Regions from separate parts of the Gossypium hirsutum genome. Here region 1 is linked to region 2. The links are chromatin contacts, called in public Hi-C maps. All regions are on one chromosome and are shown on one strand. Each heading gives the region's core, a stretch centred on a gene start, on an enhancer-like site or on the middle of the called end of the contact. The rest is flanking DNA. Distances are from core to core; before and after follow the strand shown.

Evidence for each region. Hi-C and Micro-C count contacts between places; a contact is called where the count stands out from the background.
Region 1: a contact with region 2 is called in a Hi-C map of leaf, with 1.9 times the contacts expected there. The contact joins the promoter of LOC107948901 here to the promoter of LOC107948879 in region 2. A contact is called at or near these places in 2 of 34 Hi-C or Micro-C datasets (callus and leaf).

The regions. Positions count from the first base shown.
Region 1 is chrA04:72,947,533-72,954,459 of Gossypium_hirsutum_v2.1, forward strand. LOC107948901 (transcription factor AS1) reads right to left here and starts at 2,422. Exons shown (of 2, transcript XM_016883559.2): 1 at 2,084-2,422; 2 at 1-500. The coding sequence starts at 394.
Region 2 is chrA04:72,100,345-72,107,003 of Gossypium_hirsutum_v2.1, forward strand. It overlaps LOC107948879 (RING-H2 finger protein ATL33), which reads left to right and starts at 3,080. Exons shown (of 1, transcript XM_016883533.2): 1 at 3,080-3,814. The coding sequence starts at 3,080. The coding sequence ends at 3,814.

The DNA of each region.
Region 1 (6,927 bases), core at 1,172-3,671, 850 kb after region 2:
TTTCTAATATCCTATCGTACTTTCCCTCCTCGACTGGCTCAACCGTCTTATGCTTCTCTTTATGTTCCCTTTGTTGCTTCTCCTTGAATACCTCCCACCACTTGCCCAGTCTTTTAGCTGTTCTACCAGGGACTTCAGCTGCAATTTTCTTCCATTTGTTGCCGTGTTTAGCTTGAAGACGGATTACAAGACGTTGCTCTTCTTCCGTAAGGGATCCCTTCTTGATACCAGGTTTGAGATAGTTATTCCACCTTTCTAAGCAAGATTTTGCATCCCTGTTCAGGGGTGTGTTCATGCGGTGTGACACAAGGTTCCACTCCCTCGGACCATATTGTTTTACGTATGCACACAACAAAGCGTCTTCTTCAGCTCTCCACCGCTGTCTCTCCTTCATTTCCAGGGGAAAACACCACTTCCCATTGCTCTGTGATCCTCATAATGTATCTGATAGATGATCAGTAAGTTTAGCCATCGCTTTGCTTATAGCCAACTGATAACAACTGGATCCAACAGCAACAAACTCACAAATAAGATAGACGGAATGACATGAGTAATCAAAGATGAACTTATAACAATGCCATAGGCTATACAACAATTCCTCCACTGCACTTTCTAGACCTTAAACAAGTATCATGACACCAAGGGTGTAAAAAATGGAAGTTAAGAGAACACCATGCCTTGCACACAACACACACCGAGATCAGAAGTGATTGAAGAATAAAATTCCAGATCTAAAAGCGGGAATCAAGAACTCCAAACACCTTCCAAATTAGCCTCACTCAGATAGTTAACAGTTTACAACATATGAAGTCTGATAGCAAATATGCATGCGGAAACCAATTGAATAACAATGTCAGAATTTGTTCCTTGCATAAAAATAAAATACAAAGGCAAAGCTAAATATAATAACACCTAAAACTCCACTAGTTTCAACTAAGAGTTGACAAACTTTCGGGTTGGCCAAGAAAAGAGATGGCTAGCCAATCATCAAAATGAGGATGCACAATCATGCTGTTAAATAAGATGTGTGGATAAATGCTGACAATTGTTGGTACAACTAGGCATTGATTATAAAGTCAAGTACAAAGTACAAGTAACATAATACTACCAATCACTGCACAGAAAGACAAGGGGAAAGGGGGGGGGGTGGAGAAACAAGACAAGATGTACTACAATACCAAAAACAAGATCAAGTATCACAAGAGGAGTGATCTTAAACAATGACTGAATGCAAAACTCAATTCTGCCATAGCAAAAGCTATCATACAGCCAGTGACAACAATCTGTAGTGGAGTCAGCAAAACAATGCGGAAAAAGATAATATATATATATATATATATACAATAATTGATAAAATGCCCAAGTTTGTGTCATATAAAACTTGCTAGCGGCCCCTGACACCGGATTACAACCTAATTGTACCGCAACAGCTGGCAATACAGAGACTTTCATCTTTACACAACTATAAACCAAATTATTTAAGTCATTAGTTAAAACTAATCTACTAAAACATCCCATAAAAATGTGTTAAAGATATAGACAAGCAAACCAAATAAGAGTCTAGTAGAGATGGTATATCGATAATCAATCAAACAGGGATGTTATGACTTGTACCAGCCCACAATATATTTATTCAACTCATCTCCCATATTTATGACACAAAATCTTCAGAAAATTACAGCTGCAGGGCAAAATAATAGGGTTCATCAGCTGATTTGTTAGACTGTAAATATTCCCAGGATAAGGACCGGGACATTACTGAAAAACCCAGTTTCAAGAACTGGGGAAAAAACAGTTTACTATGTTTAAGATTATCATCAAACAAGTATTGCTGGGAATAATTAGAAATTATGTGTGGGAGCTGCCACCAAAATCTTCAACTGAGTAAACGTTTGGCTGCCGCGAAAACTAAGAAAGATAAAAAAAGAAAGATAAAATTTTTAATAAAATTGAAGCAAAACAGAGCCTTAAAAATAGCTTCTTGGAAGCACAAAGAGAAGTCCAGAACAAGGATTAAACAGATAGAGAAAATGTGAAATAAATACTTAAAAACTAATGGAAAAAACAGGATAAAAGAGCTCACCATATTTTCTTTGAGTTCAAGTGCCCAAATTTAAACTTTGTGTTGGTTGCATCTTCAAGCTTACAATCTCCGACAAGAACAGCAAAGGATTAAGGAGAACATAAAATCAAAGCCGACAGTCCAAACAACCAAAACACACAAACTCTCTCAAGCAAAGGGGGATGGATGGGGGGAGAAAGATAATAAAATGAGAAAAAAAAAAGAAAAGAAAGAAGGGGGAGGGGGGGACTATAGTCCGCGTTTCGCGGCACAAGGAGACGAGTATGATGTAGACTCGACCTTCTGCTCCGCTCAGAAGCACCTCTCAGATGTCAGTGATACGTTACGTCCCTTTTTCTCTTTATTTTTATATTTATTTATTACTTTTAACTCTATTATAATTTCCTCTTTATTTAATTCAATACCTAAAAAAATTGCTTTTCTTGTTTGTTTTTTTAGAATTTTATGAAATTTTATTTTTTTATCTAATTATAGTTAAAAAAATAAATTTCAAAATTTAAAATAACAAAAATTCAGAATTCTTTTCGAAGAATTTTTGACGTTTTTATAATTTTTGAAATTTAAATTAACAGGTTAATTTTTTTAAGGATTTTATGATTTTTTAACTTTTACATAATTATAAATTTAAAAATATTTTTATAATTTAAAAATAATTAATTAATTTTATGAATTTTAAGAACTTTATGATATTTTTATAATTTTTTAAAAATATTATTAAAAAATTGTAAAAAAGATTAAATAAGATATTTTAACAATAGTCCAAGATTAAATTAGTTAATGTATCATATCATTCTTTCGTTAATACTGTAACGACAATTGATGGACGAATGATTTAGTTATAAAAAAATAACTAAAATTTAATGACTATTTTTTGTAGTTTACTCAACAAATTACTTTGCTTGTTTTTTATTTTTTATTTATTTTGATATCTCAAAAATTTAATTTATTATCTAATTACACTTTTTTTAAAAATTATTATTCAAAATATTTTTTTATGAGTATATTGATGGGTGTAAGTTTTTTTTAAAGGTGTTGAATGAAATTTTAGTTTTTTATAGTTTATATTTTTATGATTTGTAAAAGATTAAATTGAATTTTTATAATTTTAAGGAGGTTAAAGTATAATTTTACTTTTATTAATTTAAAATTTTTAAAAAATTTCAAGAATCTAAAATAAAATTTTTTATTTTAAGGAGGGCCGGGGCGATGTTAGCCCCGGCTACGCCCCTGTTGAATAGGGGTGTGCATAATTCGGGTAAAACCGAAAAAATTCGGTTAACTGACCGATTAACCGAATTCGGCCGGTTAACCGAATTTTTTCGGTCGGGGGTCGGTTAATTTTTTTATGATTTTTCGGTTAACGGTTAATTCGGTTCGAAACCGGTCGGTTAACCGAAACCGAAAAAATTAATAAATAAAATTATCCAACCCAACCCAAACTCAATTACCCAACCCAATAAAACTAAAACTAAAGTTTACCCAATTACCCAATCCAATAAAACTAAAACTAAAAGACAACCCAATTTACTAAAGTCTAAAATCCAATTTACTTTAATAATTTATAAATTTTTTAAATTTTAAAAATAAAAAATAAAAAAATTCGGGTATTTTTCGGTAATTCGGTTAATTCGGTTAATTCGGTTAATTCGGGTAATTCGGGTAATTCGGGTAATTCGGGTAATTTTTAACCAAAAATAAAAAATACATAATTTTCGGTTAATTCGGTTAACCGACTTTATTAACCGAAAAAATTTCAGTTCGGTTAAATTTTTTTTAAAAAAAATCGGTTCGGTTAACGGTTAAAATTTTTGGAAGGTCGATTAATTCAGTTATAGTAATTTCGAGTCGGTTAACCGGTCGGTTAACCGAATGAACACCCCTACTGTTGAATGCTACAATTAAAATTTATTGTCTAATTATTTCATAACTATGAAAAAACATTAGTAGGAGCATGGGCGTATTTTTCAATATTTTCCTTAAGAATCTTATATTTTGTTGTTACAAATAAGTAATTGATTTGATATGGGTGTCGATGTCGAGACGACTACTTTATTGTATTTTACTGTTATGAATAGTTATTTGACTTGATGGATTAAGAACTAGACACCTTATAAAAAAAAAATCATTCCAACTACTTGCAAAATTTCTACAACTTAGTTAATTATTTTAAGCGCCTTTTTCTTTTCATGAATTAGTTATCATTAGTTTTTTAACCAATATTATATTATTTAACTGTTTTTGGAGTGAATATTTTGTTCTTACAAATTATTAAATATGTTCACCTTATGATATAAGAAAATTATGTTATAGTATATGGTTGCAATTATAGTGAATTTTGTTGGATTATTTGCTATTAAAAATTATAGAAACCATTAGAATTGTTACGTTATTATTGTTGTTATATTTATTGAATATATTTTATAAATGGTATAAAGAAGTTAATTTTATTGGATTCTTTGCTATTAGAATTATTTTCGAAAGTTAATATTTATTAGTCTTTATTTGCAAAGATGGCATATTGATTTTAGAAATAAATCCATTTAAAGGGAAATTTGATTTCATCTAATGATGAAGTCTTATTCTAATCAGATATGACTTTTAACATGACTATTTAGAGTGATTGATACATAAACGGTTAGAATTATTTTCGAAAGTTAATATTTATTAGTCTTTATTTGCAAAGATGGCATATTGATTTTAGAAATAAATCCATTTAAAGGGAAATTTGATTTCATCTAATGATGAAGTCTTATTCTAATCAGATATGACTTTTAACATGACTATTTAGAGTGATTGATACATAAACGGATAGAGTGAAATTTATTAACCAAGCTATAAATTTTTAAACTTAAAAGATTAGTCAACTTGCAATGATTTTTTGGATGAGATCCAGACATTTATGAGTTGAGATGTTTGCATAGTGTTTGTGGAACCATCTCTTAGCTTCAAAATGCATTTTGAATAACTCGATTTTGAGTTTGGGAACTTAAGTTATGACAGTTTTAGTGACGACTGCACGACCAGAATTTTTGGATGAGATTATTACAGGAAATTGTGAGTTTCGGGCTCTAATTCGAGTTTAAATCATATTGAGTTTGAGTTTAAGGCCAAATTTTTATTATATATGAGCCCGCTATTGTATCTATTAGGTTTTATTATTTTATTATTTATTTATTTATTCCGAGTTTTAGGATATTTAAGGTATTTAAAGTTGTTTAGGAGTTTTATATTTCTTAGTTAACAAGAATATTTAGTTATACTAACACTACTTATTTAGATTAATTGAAGTTCATTATAATTGAGAGTTTTATTTGGATGTAATTAGTTAGCCTATATAAAGGCCTCTTTATTGTTCGTTAAAGGGGGAAAAAATAAGATTGACTCAATTTTATTCGAAGGATTATTTCTTGGAGGGTTAATTAGAGTCATTAATTAAATTTGTTGAGGTTTATATCTTAGAATGTTTAGTTGGACAACTATCTTCTATCCATATCCATCAGTTTATTTGATCCATCTTCCACCTTTTAATTTTTGTTTTCTTTATTTATCTATGATTTGAATTTTTATTTTTTATTTCTAAATTTCTTCTTTTAGTTGTTTTTGTTTTCTTTGTTTCTAAATTTGTTTTTTTTTCTTTCAGGTTAGATTTGATTTTTTTTAGTTGAACAACTTGAATACAATTGTGGTCTGCTATCCCGTATCAGTGATGCTTCCTTTGAGAACATGAAAAGAATGTTCCTAAGGAAAATGCAAGCTAGAAGTACTAAGTGGATATCTAGTATAAAGTATATATTTCTATGGTCTAGCAGAAAAGGGTTTAAATACATTATAGTTGACTTCAACGATAATAAAGATTTTGAGATGATAGTGTTTGGGCAATAAGAAAGCATAGATGTTGTAGTGGATTTGTTAGTGGAGGATGAAGATATTTTTGATGTTAGGTACGAGATTTTGAATTATAAAGCGCATTGGCTATCCTAGTGCCTATATATTGTTCGAAGTTTCCATCAATGCTGGATAGTTCAGATCTCTTTCTCGATTACTATATTTAGGGATTTATGATGAAAAAGAATCTTTCAATGCTGAATAAACTTAGTACCTATCTCAAGTACTATACTTAAGAGCCTATGATGTTGGATATTCATGAGTTGCATTATAGGATACTGGCATGTCACTGTTCAAACAACTTCCAGTGGTCAAACGTATTATTTGAATATGCCTACAAGTTATAATATGAACAAATATTTGATAAATATAGTCCGAGAAAACCCCAACCTACCCCATTCAATGCATTCTCAAAACATCATGATGATGACGTTGGTGACTTCATTGAAGCCAAAGCCTAAGCTCAGGAAGAAGTAGATGTTGAACTCGTTGGTGCTAATTATCTCGATCGATAGATAAACCAATTTATGTCCAAACGAGTTGTAGTAATCATACATACAAGCCATCAAGTTGTTACCAAATGTTCCATTTCAACATTCATGAGCACGAATTTCCCAAATATGGCTATAAAGTGTTCGATTTGAATTACCTTTCATTTTACGATAATGGTGAGCATGCACTCAACCAACTTTTTCATTGAAAGATTTTTTTTTAATAAAGAATCAAGGACTACAACATCAATGGGTCGAGGACTTCAAGGTCTCGAAATCATGTGCCAACATTTACAGATGTAAATATATTAAGTATAGCTAGGATTTCATGTGGGTGATTCGAGTGTCCTATATATAGAGGAAACCTATGTGGAAAATTCATAAATATAACATATAACACCCTTAACCCGTCTTTATCGCCGAATTAGGGTTACAGAGCATTACCATATAAATCCGATCACTTTAATA
Region 2 (6,659 bases), core at 1,830-4,329:
TATTTAGATCCCTAGACATATATTCTAAAATTTTATTGCAAAATACCTAATGCAATAAGTCTAAAAAATGTAATGCACATAAAAAATGTATGTAACTAATAACCAAATAATTCACATACAACCATTTCCTCTAGGCATAAATATTCAAACAAAAAATTTCTAAATCATTTATAAAAAAATCTTAGAAATTTTATTTTGATAAAATCCAACGATTTTGCAGAAAAGTTTGTAATAAAGACTCTCAAAAAATGTTTAAAAATAATAATTTAAAGAAACATGAAATCAACATTTTGAGAAATTTACAAACTTTTAAAACCGGACAAGATAGAGATACACTTGGCTCGGATACCAAATGTTAGCATAAATAATAATTTATAGTATAGTGCAGCAAAAAAGATCGAACATAAATACTTCTAGTTATCGCTTGAACCAAATGCCAAAATCAAATGTTGCGACACCACTGACAAGTACATCAAACCACCGATGAGGTCGTCAAATTTAGCCTACGAAAAATTGAAAATTGTCAAAGTCTTCTAAGCACTTGAAAACCTCACTAGATGGAGTATTTTTTAATTTTTAATTTTTCGGTGCTTAATGACCTTATGCTAGTTGGTATTTATAGTGATAGTTCCCATAAAAAACCACCAACTACACATCCCACTATCTCACATACAAAGATGTGGAAGTTGAGGACAGTAAAAATGAGAATGGGCAACAAAACGTAGGGTTATTCCCACGATCCATTAACGATTCCAACATTTAGGGATATTTAAATATTTTAAATTGTAATAAATAAATTTCTTAAAACTGATGATTTAGTTAAAACACTATTACTTTACCTTTTTAAGAATATAATTATAAATAAAGAAATGATATTGGTAAGATGCAAAAGTAAATTTTGTATGTGAGATAATATTAAAAACCTAAAAGAAACAAAAGGGGAGGGGAAAAAAATAACCATTGTTACTATTCAAAACACAACGACTGAAACAAATTATAGAGAGATGTTGAAGGACATTGGTAGCAATTGGGGATCCTACTCCTCTCACTAACCCTAAAGTGTTTTGTTTAGTGTTTTTTGAACACATGAATAGCAACGTCACAGCCCATATCTAATGAGTTTGGTGGAAATCACAGCACATGTAAATTAAACTCTTTATATATATATATACATATATGTTTTAATTATGTCCATAGCAAACAAGTTATTTGAGCAATTTGATATCTGCCATGTTATCATTGGATAGCAAGGGATTAGAATTTTGGGATGTGGAGCGGTAGGCTTCTTTTTGGATTTTGACCATAATACGTCTTCTATGTGTTCTTTTCATCTCGGGTTTCTTTTTAGCATATTGCATATTATATATTATTAATTTGGATAACCTTTTATTTCTTTTGAGGGCAAATATTTATACATCGTCTTTTAAAGCGTCACATATCTTTTAATTAATAAAAAGGACAAAAAAGCTTCTTAACTTTACTTTTGATGTTAAAAAAGGGTTAAAAAAAGTCTATTAACAATAATGCATTATATAATATTCTTTCTTTAAATATTTATACTCCTTACGTTAGCTTACACAGACGGTAACATTAGAGGTAACTTCGAATACATCCACCGATGGTCTTCTGGCTTATTTTTACTTTGTGATCCCATTCACATTTCTAATATCACTTGATACGAATTATTCATGTAGACCTTTAAAAGATTAAAAAATGTTAAAGCAGATTCATATAATATTACACTTGACGAAAATTGACATGTAGCAAACATGCCATCTGGCTGATCACACAAACAGATTACCTTTGTAATGTTGGTGACATGGCACTACCAAATAAGGAGACCTCTCTTATATATACCTCAACAAGCGAAGAATAAGGGATATTCTTCCCCTTTGAGCTCTCCACCAAAGAACCCATTTCCATACAACTTTCAACTATATATATTCTCCTAAGTCTTTTTTTTTTCTCCTTTCAACTTATTCTTTCGGTTCTCTACTTGTCATAGGTGAATTGACCTCTTAATAACCATTATCTTTTCTTCCTATCTCCTCCTCATTGAAATAATTTATTTATGAAATTAAAATAACTAGTATATCTAATAATAATAATAATAATAATTTATTTAATTTCTTTTTATTATTTAATGTTGAGCAAGTTAATTCACATTCCACAGCTCGTGACAACAAGCCAAACAACTGTTTTGGTTGGCATTTAAGTAATAAAAAGTTATTTAGTTAGGTATGTAAGAAAGCATCAGCACCGAGTCATCTTTCAGTTAACTGCACCATTTACATTAATTCTGCTGAAAGTAGAAATCCATCAAATGAATTTATAGAAAGAAAACTTGATGATTTTTCTGACGTGTTAGAATGAGAAATAATGATATGGAGCATAGGCTATAAATTCTATAGTCCACGATTTCATTTGCAATGATGATGGAAATGTTAGAAGGTTTAATTTTTTCTTCTTATCAACGTCACTGACTATCATCAATTACAATTCTTCTTTGGATTCACATCAAGCAACTGCTTACTTTTCTAAATATATGATAACTGAATTATTATTATTATTTGATAATGGAGTTGAGTTATCTTAGTAGAACCTAATTTCAATTTTCAAAGAAAACAGGTGGGTTTCTTCAATAATATCATTGTTAATTTGCTTGGAAGTGACCCAAAGAGAGAAAGGCAGGTTAATCAATGAAAAGAAGATATGTAATTCCATTCATTCTCTTATGACTTGGATTCTTGCCTAATATAAATTTGGGCCTGAATAATGTGGGCAACGGTTCAAGAACAAAAGTAGGTCGAGTTGCATTCATTTGGGCCTCCTTTCTTGACTTTTGCAGTCAAGATTTTAATTACCTTTATGCTTAAAAACTATATCCATAAACCAATAACATGCGTTGCTTTCATGATTTTATATGAAATTTGTCCCCACATTTCCCTTTCAATTATTGCTTTTCCAAAATACCCGAAAACTACATCTCCATTCCCCCACCACCGCCCCTAGCACCATTTCTTCCTTTACCTGTTCAATAAAAAATAATTCAAGTTTTACCATTGTTTTCTCCTTTATCATGGAGAACTCACCAACCGTTATCATGTCACAACCACCGCCGCCGCCGCCGTTCTTTGTGTCTTCGCCACCGGATTTCCAGCCTGACAACACGACTAACAGCACTATTATAAGCTCACCTCCCCCATTACCTTTCTCTTCATCACCCCAAATATACCCTCTTACAGATCAAAACGCATCCACTGTTACTATAGTGACAATCAATCAACCCCCACCTTTCCCTGATTCACCGAGAAGCATTGATTTATCCCCTCTTGAATTCATTCTCGCTCTTATGGCTGTCATAACTATCCCCGCTTTAATCTACTCTTTCTTTTTCGCCGTCAAGTGCCCTCCTTGGTCTTCCGGAGAGCGTCATCACGACAGCCCCGAAGACCTTCCCGGTGACAACCATGGGAGTAGTACTGTTGTTGAAATAACCGAGAGGAGGAGGGAGCCTGTTTCAGGTGTCAAGTACCGAAAAGAGACTCATTCTAAAGAAATCGGGAATGAGTGTCCCGTTTGTTTATCAGTGTTTGCAGATGGGGAAGAAGTAAAGCAATTGAGTGGATGCAAGCACTCGTTTCATACTACTTGCATTGATTTGTGGCTTAACAATCATAACAATTGCCCAATTTGCCGGGCTTCTGTTGCTGTAAAGAGGCCAAACAACAACCGTACGCCGCCGCCTGGTTCAGGCTCAACTAGATATAGTGATCACCATCAAGGCTTGCCAGATGCAGCCAGTTTGGTTTAATTTTTTTTAAACCCTTTATTGCTCAAATTTCAATAACTGGTAGTACTATAGAATCATGAGTCCAAAGTTGGAAATTGAGATATATTCACTTAGATTTGTCTGTGATTCTGCTATGAGAAGAACCCTTTTTGTGTGCATATTCCTTATTTTTCCAAATAGGGGTGGCCTTGTGTTGATAAATTGCAGCAAAACGCTTGTTTTCACCCACTTCATCAGTCTTGTAATTCTTTACTTGATTTACGAAAAGCATACCTCACACGCGTGATCCACGTTTTATACTTTTACTTCTCTCTTTGACACAAGTTGTATTCACCGACTGACCGTTAATGCTCAAGCTCAGTTTACATGATTGTTCCGGTAATAATTTAAAGAATACTTTAAATTAAATTAAATTAAATGTATATTATTTTTAATTTTAGATATTTTAAAGTAAGTATAAATAATTTATTAATTTTATTTGTTTTATAAAAAAAATTAGTGCATCTAAATTAAATTAAATTAAGTTAAATCACAACACAATACAAAACATAAAGGTTTCCTACGCTTCCGCTTTATCGAGGCACAGAACGTAGGATCAAATTCAGAACCCATCCACATGCTACTGCCCATCCATGCTAAGGTATTTGGGGCATTTATTACCCCTCCGTTTCAACATCACAAATTTAATTAAAGGAGAGTGTAATTATTAGGTAGTAATTTTTTTTTAATTATGAAGAATTGTAATTTTCTTTTATATGTTTGATTGACAGAGTGTAATTATATGATAGTTCTTTGTGCCATGCTTGGTAATATAAATAATAATTACATAGTTACATAATTTATATTTTTAACAGTAATAATTATTATAAAAAATTATTAATATGATAAAAATAATTTCTATTCAAGTAACACAAATTCAAATCAAATAATCATATATATTATGTTAGTCTAAAAAAATAGTTGATATTATGATTACTAATAGAAACAACAAGAAAAATAAACATCATATGCAATTTTATCTAATTGTTCTAGTCATATTTGTTGAGTTGTTTCCTCTTTAATATTTAACCTGTGCTCTTTATTATCATATGTTGGTCATTGACTGGGTTCATCATCATTTAAATTCGAACCCACATCATTAAAATTATCAAGATCTCATTCTTATTTGCATAATTAGCATCAACATTATAATACTTGAGTTCACAGTTCAAATCATATATAACTTTGATTATAAAAACTTATATAAACTTAATTTGGATATATGTTAAATCCTTTTTTTTATAATATGTAAATTAAATAAAAGTTAATCGAAAATTTATAATATATAATCTTTATAAAAATGTTTCTTAAATTGTCTAAAACTTTCATAGCACTTCTTAAAAATAATATAATTTTTTTCCGTAATTTTAGATTTTTTTTATAAATAAATATATTATAACACTCTCATAACATGTAAATTACTTTTTATAATAATTTTTTTGCCATAACTTTAGAAGTTTTTTAAGATTTAAATAATATATTTTTTGTTATAACTTTATAAAATACACAAATTATTTTTATAATATAAGATATTTTTTCCATAACCATCTCAAATACTCGTATGTGTTCATGCTTATAATATAATTTTTATAACTTGTATTAAAATAATTTTTTAAAAATTAGATTTGGGTGTTGTAATACCCCTTGCACCACCCGAGCGTTGCGTCCGAGCTACAAGATCTCACATTCGTTATCGAAGTAACTACAATCAATTGCAACATAATTTCTATTGATTCAACATATTATCTCTACTGACATGATCAATACATCGTTATCTTATAATATATTATCTTATCTGGGGTTTATATGAACTTACGAAAACTCTTTTCATAACCCGAGACCACTGGAGGACTAAACTGCAAAGTTTCAAAATGTTTCAGGCTGGAGTCGCAACTACAAGGGTGCAATGTCACGACTTCCAAAACAGTAGGTTGGTGACACAACTTGAAGACTAAAATGTAAAGTTTCCAAACTATATCGAGTTAGCGTCACAGCCTCAAATAGGAGATATCGCCATCAAAGGGGTGGTGTCGCGACTCTATAGGAAGAATACAATAATTTCAATCCCCTTTTTGGTTTCAACCAATCATTTACACAATATATAAAATTTTAGGACCTATAATGACAACATTCCAAGGTAAGAGTTATCTCAATTTCATCTAATCACAATATCATGCTAAGTTATGCTGCAATTTCAACTTAGGAAATCTTTAAAAACCAAATGGTCAAATGGAACACAACTCATGGGCCAAAAACTAGGCACAACTAGGCCATATGTCAAGCTTAATATCCACATAACCATAGGTACAAATTCTACATTTGTATTCATAATTAGGAATGACCATTTACATATCAAAGACCCTATATACTTGCCACAATATAAGATACCAGAACAATCTTATTTTGTAACCCTTTTATACCTAACCCAATTTGATGGATTCGAATATAAGATGTCATAATACTTACATATTTAACAACCTTTTTACAATATACGAAAGTCATACTAAATGTAACTCTTATTTATTTAAAATCCTTTCTAGGACAATAAGTTTGAATAAAACATTTATCGTTTGTCACAGACCTTCAAAAGTAATATAAAATCTTACAATATAAATATTTGATTTAATAGAAATATTCGTAGCTTGTATTACTATTTGTCATTTGAATAACATATTTATAATAATGTCCCTGAGTATGCATAATATTGCCTTCGGTCTACCACCATGACGCATCCCTAGCTTGGTCCCTCCTGACGCACTGGTTCGATTTTCAAACCTGCATATCAAAAGACACATATAAGTTCAAAGGAACTTATTGGGCTTTACTA